Regions from separate parts of the Mus musculus genome. Here region 2 is linked to region 1. A link is a contact called in public Hi-C data. All regions are on one chromosome and are shown on one strand. The core of a region is the stretch at or near the end of the contact, and the rest is flanking DNA. Distances in the headings are between cores, read along the strand shown.

Region 1 (6,909 bases), core at 2,318-4,817:
ATATATATAACTAGATACACAGAGGGCACAGTGATGCCATTCCCACCACTAGAGGGTGCTAGAAGCCTTCCTAGCTTGATCACTTGCTCCTATGTGCTCGCTCCCTGTCTCTGTCTCTGTCTCTGTCTCTGTCTCTGTCTCTGTCTCTGTCTCTGTCTCTGTCTCTGTCTCTGTCTCTGTCTCTCTCCCCACCAAAAAGAAAGCAAAAGAAAAGAGAGACCTTGAAAAATGCCACATGGATGGTAGTTTCAGTCAAGTATGAAGGACTGAGACCAGACTGACAGACACAGGAATCGAACAAGTGTTTCCTCCATCAGCCACCTGAGGGTTTTCCCGACACCTGGCCCCCAAGTCAGCTCCCATCTCCAGGTCTGTGGGCACTGGGTATGCCTCCTCCCTAGTTTATGGCTCTGCTTTCCGTCTGCACCAGCAGGAGCTGCCCAGGGCGGATTTCACAAAGCACCTCCCTTGAGGGACACAGCTCATTAAGCTCAGCTCCAAACGCAGCAGAACCAAGTTCTGAAAACTTCAATGCCAGGTACGTGAGGTGGCTCCAGTACCTCTGTTGGGCTGGGTACACGGTTGGGACTGACTTTGGCCTCAGGAGAGCTGGTGTTCCCTCCTTTTGGGTGTCTTCCTCAATCCAGGGAGGGACAAATGCAGCCAAGGGGTCTGGCATTAGAGAACCAGGGCTACCCAGCTGTTCACACCGCAGCGCCCTTCATCCCGATCCATGGAAAATGCATGGCCTGTGCATTTGCTCATTTGGAGAAGCCAGGGTCTCTAGGGACAGGATGGTGTGAGCTTTTTCAGAGGTGAGTTCTGGGCTACGTATCCAAGGCTCCAGATGTGTGTGTGTGGTGTTGGAGATCAAACTTAGTGACTCATGTATGTAAAGCAAACATTCTATCCACTGAGCCACACACCCAGTTCTTCAAGGTCTGTTTACGATTTTTACTTAACTCACTTATTAGAGAGGGTCTCATAAAGTCCAGGACGTGCCTTTAAACATCTGATCCTCCCACCTCCACCCCCTGAGTGCTGGGATTTCAGACAAGCAACCATATCAACTGAGCCACACCCCCAACCCCCTGGGCTCCAGTTTTGGTTGTGGGATCTGTAGCACTAACTGTGTAGGTTGCCAAACATGCCCAGGGCCAGGGTCCCTTTGTAAGATAGCAGAAAGGATCCTGGCCCTGACTCTTTAGTTTTAGTCTAGCTGCAAGTCTCAGGTTGCCAGCAACAGGTCCTAGAGTGTTGCTTGGAAGGTTTGCAAACACCAGACGTTGGCCTTTTTCTCTGAGTGGGTTAGGCATGTTGGTCTGATCTTGGGTGCACTGACCCTGCACCCTGGCCTTGTAGAATTTGGCCACTTGATACATGCTCCTGTGTTTGCAGGGAGGACGGGTAGAGATTCAGGAGGAGTCTCCCCTGCAGTGCGAATAGTGGAGCCACAGGCAGGGTCAGCAGTGAGGCCCTGAGAATAAAGTCTCAGTGAGATGATCTAGCAGACAAAGTCGCTGGCCATCAAGCCTGACAGACATGATTTTGGTCCCTGAGAACTACATGGTGGAAAGAGAGAAGAGAGACTTTTGCAATCCGTCCTCTTGTCTCCAAGCACGCGCCATCACTCACACACACACACACACACACACACACACACACACACACACACACACACATTTTGACTGGCTTTCATGGCTCCGATTCCCAGAGATTCATTACTCAAAATTGGGTTGGTAGGTGGCTCACTTGGTAAAGTACTTGCATGACAAGCTTGGGGACCTGAGTTCAATCCCCAGAATCCACATCAACAAACCAGGGATGGTATCTTGGGCTCTCCATCCCAGGGATCCTTGGGGCTCACTAGGCAGCATGTATTCTGCCACTCCGTTTTGTCATTTCTCCTTTCTCTTATCTTCCCTCCTCCTCTCCCTCCTCTCCTTCCTCCTCCTTCAGATGTAAACCTATAGGTGAATGCAATTTTTCCAGTCTGCCCACCCCCACCCCCACCTCTCCCTCCTCCCATCACCGCCCATCAGACAGGCAGGGGAGAAGCTCAGAATGGAACCTGAACTTGACACATTGTTACAAAAACAAATTCCCACAGGGGTGGGGGTGGGGGAGGGTCACTTCCAGCCACCCAGCTAGCGTGGAAACTTTCAATATGATTTTGAACTAGGCACCCAGTGGCTTCAAAGCAGCCCCGGGGTTGAGGCGGGGCACCAGCACCTCCATCCTCACTCATGACTTTCATGTCCAAACAACACAGAAAACACCCCTTTTTTCTCCTGCCTCCCCACACGCCCTTTCCTGTGCAGCTTTGGGTTCTGCCCACATGGGAGCGTTCCTTCCAGAGAGGCCCTGGGTGAGAGCCCTCTGTTGGGGAGGGCTGGCAAGCCTGTGGTAGTCCTCTGGGGAGGACGAGGTCCAGGAGCCTGAGAACTTGAGGCTGTGTTGACTTAAGATCAGTGTAGAGAGAGTGGGGTGTTAGGGGGAACCTCCTTCCATCTTTCTCTGCCGTCCACCCTTGCGGCTCTGGGCCTGCCTCTCAGTCTTGCAGACTAGAGCTTGGCCATCCCTGGGGGGAGCATCTTAGACACTCATTCCTTCCCAGATCTTCACGCTGCATCCCTCCCCCCAAACTCTATGCAAGTCCGTTTGGCTTTTCAGGCCAGCCAGCCCGAGGCTTCCGAACTTAAATAAATAAATAGAAATAAATCAGTAGACTTTCTATCCGAGGCTCCTTTCTGGTCACGTCTGTCCCCTTGGCGAGACTTCTAAGTGGAAGTGAGACGGCCTCTGCTTGAAGGAAATTTACCATCACTTCAGGCATTATAGAGGTGGAGCGTTGGCCCTGCAGCCCCTCCGCTCCTCACCAGGCGCTTTATCGCGACTTAAATGGCTGCAGCTGGACCTTGGCAGCCCCAGAGCAGTTAACTTGTTTCTATGGTCTGTTGGGGGGTGGGGGGGAGATGCCATGCTTGTTGGCTGCTAGGAGTGTTGATTTGAAAGGTGCCTGGGTCCTTGGCAGACTAGGGATGGGCCATGAGGCAGAAAGGAGAGAAGCAGTGGCCTCCGGGTCCCCCGGCTACCCACTCTCAGCTTCCTATGTTGCACTTTTGGTATCTTTTTAAAATGACGAAACTGCTACAGGCTGCACTATGCTGTTTTCTGTTTTTGTTTTTTTGTTGTGTGTGTGTTGTTTTAATGAGAACAAAGATGGGACAATTGGTGCCTTGATAAGGTGACAAAGCCATGAAGATTCAACCTGTGATATTTGTCATAATGTAGCCACAGAAGCCTTACGTTTTCAACCCGGGTCGGAGAGGCCCCACTGTGCCTTGGGGCAGAGTTCTCTGCAGAGGCTGGTAGCTGGTCAGAGTGCTCAGGGTAAGTGGCCAAGAGGGCTCAGCTGTAGATGGAGCATCTGTCTCAACCCCCTCCCCCCCCCACCAAGAGTGTGTGTGGAGAGATTGCAAAAGTCTGAGGATAGCAGGGAGAGCGGTGAAATGCTGTCCTCCGTACAGGCAGGGCGTTGCGCTCACCAGCCCAGAGGCTGTGGTTTTCTGTACAGGATCAAACCAGTAAACACTCTTTACAGGGCTTGCAGGGGTAGGCGTGGCTCCCGAGGCCCCACCTCCAGCGGAGAAACTCTACAGTTAGCATCTGGTAAGGGTCGAAAGGGTCTCATTTCACCTCCCTTCAGAGCATACGTTTGCGTGGGAAAGCTTAGCCCATTCCCACCTTGACTGTGCTTGATGGAAACACCTGCTAGTGAGACTGTGGGATAAGAACCTCTGCAAAGGAGAACTGGAGGAATTTTAATGCAAGAAAAAGAACGGCATAGGAGGAGTCCTGTCTCCCCAGCCTGGGACGCATGTTTCGTGCTTCTTCTTGGGCTGGCAGCCACTGTGGCTGCTGGAGGCCTGCAGGCAGTTTACCCGTCCCTGTCCCGTGAGTTTACATTCAACTGCTGCTCTGGTTGCTGGCCTTGGGCCCCAGGCTCTGGGGTTGCTCATCTCTGTTCACGCCAGCAGAGCCTGACCTTCCACCAGGCGTCTGGTGTCTGGTAACTTTGTTGCTAGGGGCTCAGGACCCCGGTGTGTCTGTGTGTAGGTCAGACCCAGACAAGCTCACAGCTGGTCCTCGTCCACCCAGATGGTCTTGCGCTGCTCCTCTACAATCTTGTCTTTGAGGACTCGCAGCAGCTCCTCCACGCTGCTCCACATCTCAGCTTCCACGGTGGCGTAGAGGCAGGGCAGCGCCTCCAGCTCCTTCTCTTTGAGCCTGCACACTCGCAGGAATTCCTCTTCCGTCTCTGGCCGCGGCAGCAGCTTCCTGGGGGTGGAGAGGTGGGCAGGGAGAGACAGCAGGCAGGGGAAGACATGGGGAGGCTGCAGGGCTCGATGCTCACAGTGTGAGCTAGAAGCCTGGGTTGTACAGTTGCCTGTGGGGGTCAAGGACCACACATGACGGGGACCTGCTGCCTTCACCTCCCTAGTGCTGGGATTATAGCCGTGAGTGTACTCACTAATATGTGAATTCAAAGCTAGCCTGGGCTACATGGTGAGAACCTTTCATTCCAGAATCAGGACATCGTCCCAAATGGAAACTCTGTCCCCATTAAACACAAACTCCACTCTCTCCCCCTGTGTTTCATCTTGGCTCCTATCACTGCTTCCTGTCTCTATGAGTCTGATACTTAAGGGATTTCCCGTAAGTGGAACCCTATGTTGCCTGTCTTCCTGGTTGATTTTTTACAGCATCCTATCCTTGAGAGCCACCCCTATCCTGGCAGGTGTTAGAATACTCTCCCTTTTCAGGGTTGGATACTATTCCACCAGGCTAACCTCAAACTTGTGGTCCTCCTGAGTGTCTGGAATATAGGCTCGTGCCACCACATCTGGCCACTTCCCTCTTTGAATTTGGGCTTCTTACATTCTTGGGCTCGACCCAAGTATCTCAGTGACAGGAAGTTGACAGACCATCTCTCACCAGCCACATTCACCCCATGTGTCTTACATATGTGTACTGGCATTTGCCCGGCTGCACTCAGGGTTAGTGTCACACGTCCCAGCATCCAGAGTTTTTGGAAGGGCTGAGTAAGGGTGGTGTGTGTGTGGCAGGTGTGAGGACTGGGTGTCCTTACCTGAACCGTTTGATGTTCTTCTCGCTCACCCGGATGAGCAGCACTATGGGGTACACCTTGCACTTGATCAGGTCGCGCACACAGCCGATCCCAGCCTCCAGCAGGCAGTGTTTGTTCTGCAAGTATAACAGCCACCATCAGCAGTGGTGCCCACCCAGCTGTCCTTGTGGGTGCCAGGCTGTGCTAGGGAACTTCAAAAGTTGGCCTCGGTGAGGTCGTAGCCCCACACCTGAGTACTACTTGCTCAGCCCCGCTGAGCACAGTGACACCGGCTATTGAGGTTGAATCCAAGGGGGGCTTGCAATGGACACTCACCCCCTCCAGCCTTCCATGGAATTCCTGGTAATGGGTAAGAGAACAGAAAATGCCAGGAAGGGAGGTTGGCTCAGGGGTCCTTGGGGCTACCTGCTTAACCAGGAGCTTGTTAGTTGTGGGAAAGGACATTCCCATGTGGCTGAAGGCATCACTTAAGGAAAAAAACCCACCAAACTTACATCAAAGAGAAAAAACATGCACAATTGCTACCCTAGCCCTAGAGAGACTGAGGCTGGAAGACTGAGAGCTTCAGGTCAGCCTGGGCTACCTAGTAAGAGTCACAAATTAAGAAGAAAGGAAGGAAGGAAGGAAGGAAGGAAGGAAGGAAGGAAGGAAGGAAGGAAACAATATAAGTAGGCAGGTGTGTGGTACACACCTGTGATCCTAGCACCTGGGCGGCAGAGACAGGAAGTTAGCAATTGGAGGGCAGCCTGGACGACATAGCTAGTTCCAGGTTAGCCTGGTTCACATAGTGAGAGCTTATTTAAAAACCAAGCAAAGGCTGGAGAGATGGCTCAGTGGCTAAGTATACTTGCTGCTCTTGGGGAAGATCTGAGTTCAGATCCCAGCACCCATGTGGCAGCTCACAACCACCAGGAACACTCTAGCTCCAGGAGATGTGATGCCCTCTTCTGACCTCTGTGGGCATTGCACTCATGTGCGCGCGCACACACACACACAGACAGACACAGACACAAAAAAATCAAACAAAAATATCTTTTAAAAAACCCAGCCAAACAAAAAACAGAATATATGTATATATTCTTGAATATATGTGTGTATGTGTATATATGTATATGTGTATATATGTGTGTATGTGTATGCACATATTCATGCATATGTATATATATATGTATGTATACATATATGTGTATGAATATGTATATCCAAGAGTGGCAGTACATGACTGTAATTTTGTTACCTAGTAGGTGAGACTTAGGAGACTGTAGTTTTCAAGCCAGTCTTATCTACATGAGACCCTTTCAAAAAGCTAGAGAAAGAGGAGGAGGAGGAGGTAGAGGAAGATGGAGAAGAGGAAGAAGAGAGGAGAGGAGAGGGGGAGGGGAGGGAGAGAGAGGAAGGAAGGGGCAGAGAAGAAAAGGGAGAGAGAGAATATAGTATTCCCATCACTCTATGAATGTTTCCTCTGCACACACTGTAGACCTGGCACCCAGGCCTTGGGGAGTCACAGCTTGGAAACCTGCCCTTCTGGACTTCCTCCCTGCATTTGTTTCCTCCCTGCCTCCCCTTAACCCTGGCTGGTGGGGCTCCACCTTTCCAGTACAATTTATCTTGTCTGTGGCCCACTCACTTTCTCTTCCCTGTGATCAGACCTCCTTAATAGGATCTGGCTTTCTTATTTGAAATATGAAATAGGACTTCAGGTAGCAACAGAAAACAAACCAGAATGTGTTCTATCTAACCCTGGTGTGCTCTCTCTC
Region 2 (6,909 bases), core at 1,635-4,134, 260 kb after region 1:
GTACCACACACACACATACGCACACACACACACACACACATGCATACACATACAGATACACACACATGCACATACACACACATACATTCACATACACATTCACATACACACATGCACATACACAATGCACACATACATATATATAATCTCAGATAAATCATGGAGTAGACGGAAAATTGTCTCCTATTCAGGGTCATGTTGAAACTTCAGTATCCTGTAGTGAGGGCTGCAACCACACAAAGACACTCAATTATCCTCTGTGTGATATGTCGCTACAGGTAAAGATGATGCTTCAGAAAGCTGGGACTAAACAAAGTAAGAAACTGGGTTTATTTTTTTTCCAACTGGCTTCTCAACAATTTTATCAGATTTAAAATTGAAGGGGTTTCTTGATCCCTGCTTGAATGAGGGACTAATGAGCTACTTTTGTGTGATGGTGACCAAATACTCGAGGACAACTTAAAGGAAGAAAGATTCATTTTGTTCACAGCTTCCAGGGCTGTCCAAACCTTTGACATTGTGACACGATGCTGTTCTCCACAAGGCTCCCTGGCAAGAGAGCTGCAAAATTGGATTCTCTTCTATTTTTCAAATATATATTTGCATATAAATGTTTGCACGTGTTATATGAACATATATGTGTGTGCAGATGTACACGCTTGTACCTATGTGTTCAGAAGCCAGTATCTTTCTCTCATTCTCCACTGTATTCCTTTGAAACAAGGTGTCTTGTGGGAGCCAAGGCTAAGCTATTGTCTAGCCACATCAACGCCTGTCTCTGCTCCCTAAGTGCTGTGCTTTCGGATGCATGTGTAGCTGGGCCCAGCTTTTTACATGGGTGCTGGGGACTCGAACTCAGATTCTCATGTTTATCTAGCAAGTGCTCTTTCCCATTGAGCATCTCCCCCAGCTTGTCATGCTAATGTTTTGAGTAACTTTATGATTTTGAGATGTGGACTAAAGTTTGGACACACCTTGTTGGATAACCCAGGTCATGATTACTTGGCCCTATAACGTCATGGCAACCAGGGTGCATGGTACTTCTTGGCAGAGAGAAAGGGGAAGAGAGAGAGAGAGACAGACAGACAGAGACAGATAGAGAGACACAGAGAGACAGACAGACAAAGAGACAGAGAGACAGAGACAGAGAAAGACAGACAGAGAATCCAAGGATCTATCTACTCCAGTAGCTTATTTCCCTAGACTCTTATCTCATCATGTTTCTAGACCCCTCCAAGTTGGCATTAGCATCAGGGACCAAGCACTCAACATATGAGCCTATGGAAGGCATTTCAAATTCATGTGCAAATTCTAGCAAGGAGGAAGTGTTCTGGAAATCACCCTCGTGGACTTCGTTTGCAGAGAGGTTATCCATGGCTGCACTGGTGTTTCTTACCATGGTGGCCTCGAATTAGACCACAGAGGTGAGGGCTGGGCTCTGGGCAGCCAATCAGATTCCTTGTACTAGGGGTCGATGTGATAACCCAGTGCTTGCCTTACAAGCTTGAGGCCTGGAACTGATCCCCAGAGCCCAGTTTAGACAGCTAGGTGTGACAGTGCACACTTGCCTTGAATCCCAGTGCTGGGGAGACAGGAAGCCCAAATTTGTCTCCTAGGAAGAGATCTCTCACACTTCTGCAAAGGTGCTTCTTGCCTCTTTCTACTCCTTTGGAGTCAGTCCCCCTAGCCCCCCTCGCACACACCAGATAAGGGCTGGCACATCTCCAATCTCACCTGGACCTCTCTCTTCGCATACAATAATTAGCCTATAATTATCTGTGTGTGTCTACAATGCACTGTAAAGTGACACAAAAACCTAGGCACTCAGTGCCTTCTCTCCAGACTCAAAGGCAAATGGGAGGGTGAGGGGGGCAGAAAAATGGAGGAGACACAGGAGAGGCGGAGGGGAGACAGCTTGTAGAGAAAGAGTCATCACTCACCTCTTGGAGTCCACCTTTGGCACACCTTCTCTAGGAAACCTCTTTTCTTGAGTCTAGTTGAAAGTTGAGGCTCTGTGTCTTATGAACTGAGAAATCCCAGAAACGCTTCCCATACCCAAGAACCATACCTCTTGGGAGACACCATGGAAGGGTCAAAATCATAGATCTTGCAAGCAAAAACTTAATTTTGAGGGAGCATTGGCTGTGGGGGAGGCTGGGTCTTGAATGGGGAGGGGTGGGAAGAAGGGCTTGCAAGTAGTGTTCTATCCTGGCAGGAATGAGGGTATTCTAAAAACTTGCTGTGCCCCTCCCCTCAACCTCAGTTACTGAACTGATGCACTCAAAGATCCGGAAAGATCCGGAATGCCTTCTTCCCTTTAAGAATCTCATCCTGGGAGAAAAAAAAAAGGCCTGGAACAAGGCAGCAGAGAAATTTACCTCCTAGGAAGAGATTTCTCACAATTCTGACAAATCCTCAGACCACCTTGCAGGAGAGACTGGTGCTAAACAATGGTGGGGGTTGGGAGTGGGGCAAAGTGCTGTCTGCTTTGATATTTAAGCTCAAGCTTCCTGTCAGAACTTGGGGAAAGGGGATGTCACTTGGTTCCCCTTCACAGTTTGTCCTCATCCAGCAAAACTCCTTTCCTCGCTTGCTTTTCATTGTTGTTTTGTGTATTTATTTGGCCTACCAAGGACAAGGACAGGACGGGTGGCCGAGCTTAGGCTGTTAGCAGGGCTGGGGGGCCCAGGCTCTGTGACTGTGACCTCCTGTAACACCAAGGAAACTACTTGTTACGAATGGGAAACCCTCCAAGTGCCTCAAGGTTAGGCAAAAAAGCATTTTCTTTTATGGGACAAATAAACAAAGCTAGAGAGAGCTGGGGAGGAGAGTCAGTCGGACCAGTGCAGAGGGAGGTGGGTACAGGAGGCATCTTTGCCTGAGGGCAGCCAGTCCAGGTGAGGGGAGATCTGTAAGGAGCCGGCTGTCCTGGCTCCCTCCATGGAGGAATTAATGAGTGTTTGGTTCCTCTTCATCCATGGAGACAAGCAGCTGCCCTCATTGCTTGTGAAGTAAACAATAGAAGTTTGGAAGGTCTATGTGACCTTGTCCCTATATTGGAGGTTCTCAGCCTGTGGGTCGCAACGCCCTTTGGGGTTGAGCAGCCCTTTCATAGGGGTCACTTAAAACCATTGGAAAACACGGATATTTATGTTACAATTCATAGCAGTAGCAAAATTACGGTTATGAAGTAGCAACAGAAATAATTTTATGGTTGGGGGGGGGGCGGTCACCACAACATGAAGAACTGACTTGAAGGGTCCCTGCATTAGGAAGGTTGACAAATATTTCCCTAGACAGACAAGGCTACCCAGACACACACACACACACACACACACACACAGCATCTGCTCTTCCTTAACCTGCCATACTCCTAACCCCCAGGCAGTGCCTGTCCTATGCCAGACTCTGGCCTTACATGCAAGGTATTGTTGAAATCCTAAAAGTGCTTCCACTAGGGGAATCCACCTGTAACAAGGAAACGGGGAGCTGAGTTTCCTGCATAAGAGAATCCACATATATTTCCACTTTACCGTAACATAGTAGTTATTGTTCTCTGGATTATTCTTCATATCACACCCACCACAAACTCCCCAGGTGTGACTCTGTCCTGAGCACTGTTTGGATCAAAGACACACAGGTAGTTTCATCAGTCAGATGCATGCAACAGAAGCCCACAGAACGGAGTGGCTTGTTCCATTTTGCAGAGGAGGAAATATGACACCCAGAGAAGCTGATACACAGGCTGAGGTTGCAGAGGTGGAATTTCAGCCCGGGGAGTCTGGGCTGGGCCAGGATCTGGGATGTTACCCTCTCTCCTCTCAGCAGCAGAGTGGCATGTCTTGTCACCCACAGCTGATGGTTTCTCTCTGTGTGACAGGTGAAGGAGGAGACAGGACCTAGGTGGAGAGACTGCTTCAGAAAGAAAGCAGCTGGAGCTGCCCTTGCACGGACTTCCAAATGGTCCATTTTCAGATGACGTGTTGGCTAGGGCTGTGTGGGTGGCTCACTAAATAAAATGTTTCTCATACAAACATGATGATCGGAGTCTGATCCCCACAACCTATACAAAAAAAAAACAAAAACAAAAAACAACAAAAAACAAAAAAACAAAAACAAAAAAACAAACATTTTTGCAATGTCTGTGATTCAAATGCCGGGAACAAACAGACACAGGAGGATCCCCGGGACTCTCAGGTCAGTCAACCTAACCTAATTGATGAGCAGCAGGTCTCAGTGAAAGAAGGCCAAATTAGGTGGATGGCTCCTTAGGAGTGACACCTACAGTGACCTCCAGCTTCACACATGTGCACACGCACACACATATGCATGCTGACACACATGTACACGCAGAGTCATTTGCTTTGAAGAAGGCAAATTAGGTGTGTCTGTTTCAAAGAATATTTATAGGAAGGGCCACGGACCCCTGGGTCACCCCTAAGCCACCAACAATCTCAACATCAACATTGGGAGCACAGGTCCCCTTAAGAAACTCTAGAAGTAAATGAGCTTGAGATTTCATTAAGATAGCTATTGTGTAAGAAATGGGGCAGTCTGGCTGAACAGGTTTCCAGACTCAGGGTAGTTTTTAGAGGTACTTGCATTAAAATAAGATTAAGCCAAGTGTGGTGACACACATCCCTGCACGTGGAGATAGAGGCAGGAAGACCGAGAATTTAAGGGCAGCCTTGGCTACATAGTGAGTTGGAGACTGCCTAACTTAAATAGAACATACAACCTCCCCGCTCCCAAATAACCCAAAACAAAGAAAGTTAGCAGACAAATGAACGACAACAACACAAGCAATAACCCATCAATGAGTGTCCATTAGATCTCCACTCTCTACAAGGAAGCCTCCTGCCTGGAAGGGTCTGGGATTGGGTGGCACTGTGCTTTCATAGTTCACTCCAAAATGGATCAGGGCCAGTGTGAAAAGTTACCAGCAATGGAGCCCTATTGTGTGCAGTCTCTGGGAGCATGCCTGAAACTGACATCATTTACAATTCTTTCTTTTTCCTTCTTCCTTCCTTTCCTTTATTCTTCCTGGTTCCTGTGGAGTGGGTCCCTGTCAGCCTGGATCACAGGCGTGTCCCTTCACTCTCTGTCATCTCTGATTCTGATAGTAGAGGTATGCTATGGCTGAGCCTTGAGCACTGCTTGCTCTCCAGTTATGTTAGCCCCGCCTTCCCCCACCACAATGCTCTGAATAGCTGCACAGCCTTTGCTGTGTGGCAGCTTCCAATGTAGGCTCTGGCTTCCTCCCCCAAAACTGGGGCTTGGGCTATCTGCCTAGCAGGGCACTTGTGAGGATGAATGCACTCATGTAAATAAATAAGGTTGCTGGCCAGGTGGCACAGAGCTGTAATCTCAGCATTCCAGGGCCCAATCCGGAAGGATGGCAAGTTTGAGGCCAGCCTGGGCCACATTGAAAGACCATGTCTAAAAAAACATGTGTATGGGGGATAAAAGCCACATATAAAACAACGACTAAATAAGTATTAATTTAAAATACACAAAATAAAGCCAGGTATGATGCCACCAGACTGTAATCCCAGCTACTATGACCCCCCGATGCAGGAAGAAGAGTATTCTGAGGGCAATCTACAATACAGAGTAAGATAGACAGAGTAAGTTCAAGGCCAGCCTGGGCTACTACTGAGACAGTCTCTCAAAATTCAAAAGTGAAAGGAGGCCTGGGGCATGGCAGTGTGGTAGAGCCCCTTCCTAGAATCCCCCAGTGAGGGGCTGGAGGTGTGGCTCAGTGGTAGAGCCCCTGCCTAGAATCCCCCAGTGAGGGGCTGGGAGTGTGGCTCAGTGGTAGAACATGTGGGCTACGTGAGATTATTTGTGAAAGAAGGAAAGAAGGAAAAGAAGGAATGAGAGAAGGAAGGAAAAATAATATTAACAGGGTAAGTTAAGTCAATCTGAAAATAGCTCAGAACCCAGCTTTATCAAGCCCAGCTGGGCCACTTTGAGCAAATGTTAACCTCTCTGAGCCTCAGTTTCCCTTTCCATAAAAATGCAGACAATCCCAGGTGTACTTTACAGCTATGTTAAAGGTAAAGCGAGATCGGGTTGGAAAGTGCCTGGCATGAACCAAAACCCTTGGTGATATTTCCGCATTATGTTGATTATTGCAGCCTCCCCAGTGGCATGCATGGAGGCGGACAGGACCTGTCGGGAGGGAGCAGGCTGATTCTGAGGCTCTTCACTCCTTTCCATGCTGACCGCAGATCCACCCCCAACCTCAGAAAGAAGGTCAAATGAAGACCTGACTCGCTGCAGGAAACCAGCCATGCCTCTAACCTTGGCTTTGCCCTTGGCTTCCTGCCTGCCCCAAGAACACCCCTGACTGTTCTCCAGTGCATCTCGATTCTACCATAGCCTGGGGAGACAGCCAAGCTCTTTGCCATGGCATCGGCCTCCCTTTCCCTTTTGTTGGAGAAAGAAAAAAACGAAGGAAAGATGAGCAACATCTCTCTCCCCGCCATCTCCTCATTCTCTTCCTCAGTTTCTTACGAGTGAAATCACCCAAGATATAAATAACACATTCTAAATAAAGCCATGTTTGACTGCAGCACAAGACATATCTGTGTACGCATGTGACTGTCAGCCTCCAGTGGAAGTCATGTTTGTGTAATTAATTTTCCTAGCATCCGAGGAAAGAGACAGGCAGTCCTGTGGTCCGCCCTGCCCTGCTGCTCCCCAAACACTGAGAGAACGCTGCGCTTCGCTCTCGCCGAGTGACTGGTGCGCAGGGATGGCTTTTGTTCCCATGCAGTTCCTGTGCTTGGGACCTTTATTTCTCAATTACTGCAGATGGAAAGAAAGGTAAATAAAAATAGAGGAGCAGACATCAAAGGCATTCTGCGTGCAGGTGGCATGTGGTGCTCATTTAGCAGCAGGAAC

The links. A called contact is a pair of places that touch in the nucleus more often than the background predicts.
Region 2: a contact with region 1 is called in a Hi-C map of uterus. The contact joins two enhancer-like sites. A contact is called at or near these places in 1 of 484 Hi-C or Micro-C datasets (uterus) and 2 of 9 other capture datasets (adipose tissue and liver).

The regions. Positions count from the first base shown.
Region 1 is chr5:140,869,189-140,876,097 of GRCm38.p6, forward strand. It overlaps Card11 (caspase recruitment domain family, member 11), which reads right to left. Exons shown (of 25, transcript NM_175362.2): 24 at 5,153-5,268; 25 at 3,811-4,341. The coding sequence ends at 4,137. Gm30804 (a long non-coding RNA gene) reads left to right here. Exons shown (of 4, transcript XR_377172.3): 3 at 434-538. Among named protein-coding and RNA genes, the nearest start is that of Gm52831, 19 kb to the left of the region's middle. Within about 2 kb of position 3,568, at least 97 of the 459 cell types and tissues checked have an H3K27ac peak or open chromatin away from gene starts, as enhancers often do. A contact at or near this core is called in uterus, where this site is marked.
Region 2 is chr5:141,132,642-141,139,550 of GRCm38.p6, forward strand. It overlaps Gm30866 (a long non-coding RNA gene), which reads left to right. Exons shown (of 5, transcript XR_868655.3): 2 at 6,141-6,831. Among named protein-coding and RNA genes, the nearest start is that of Gm30866, 11 kb to the left of the region's middle. Within about 2 kb of position 2,885, at least 4 of the 459 cell types and tissues checked have an H3K27ac peak or open chromatin away from gene starts, as enhancers often do. A contact at or near this core is called in uterus, where this site is marked.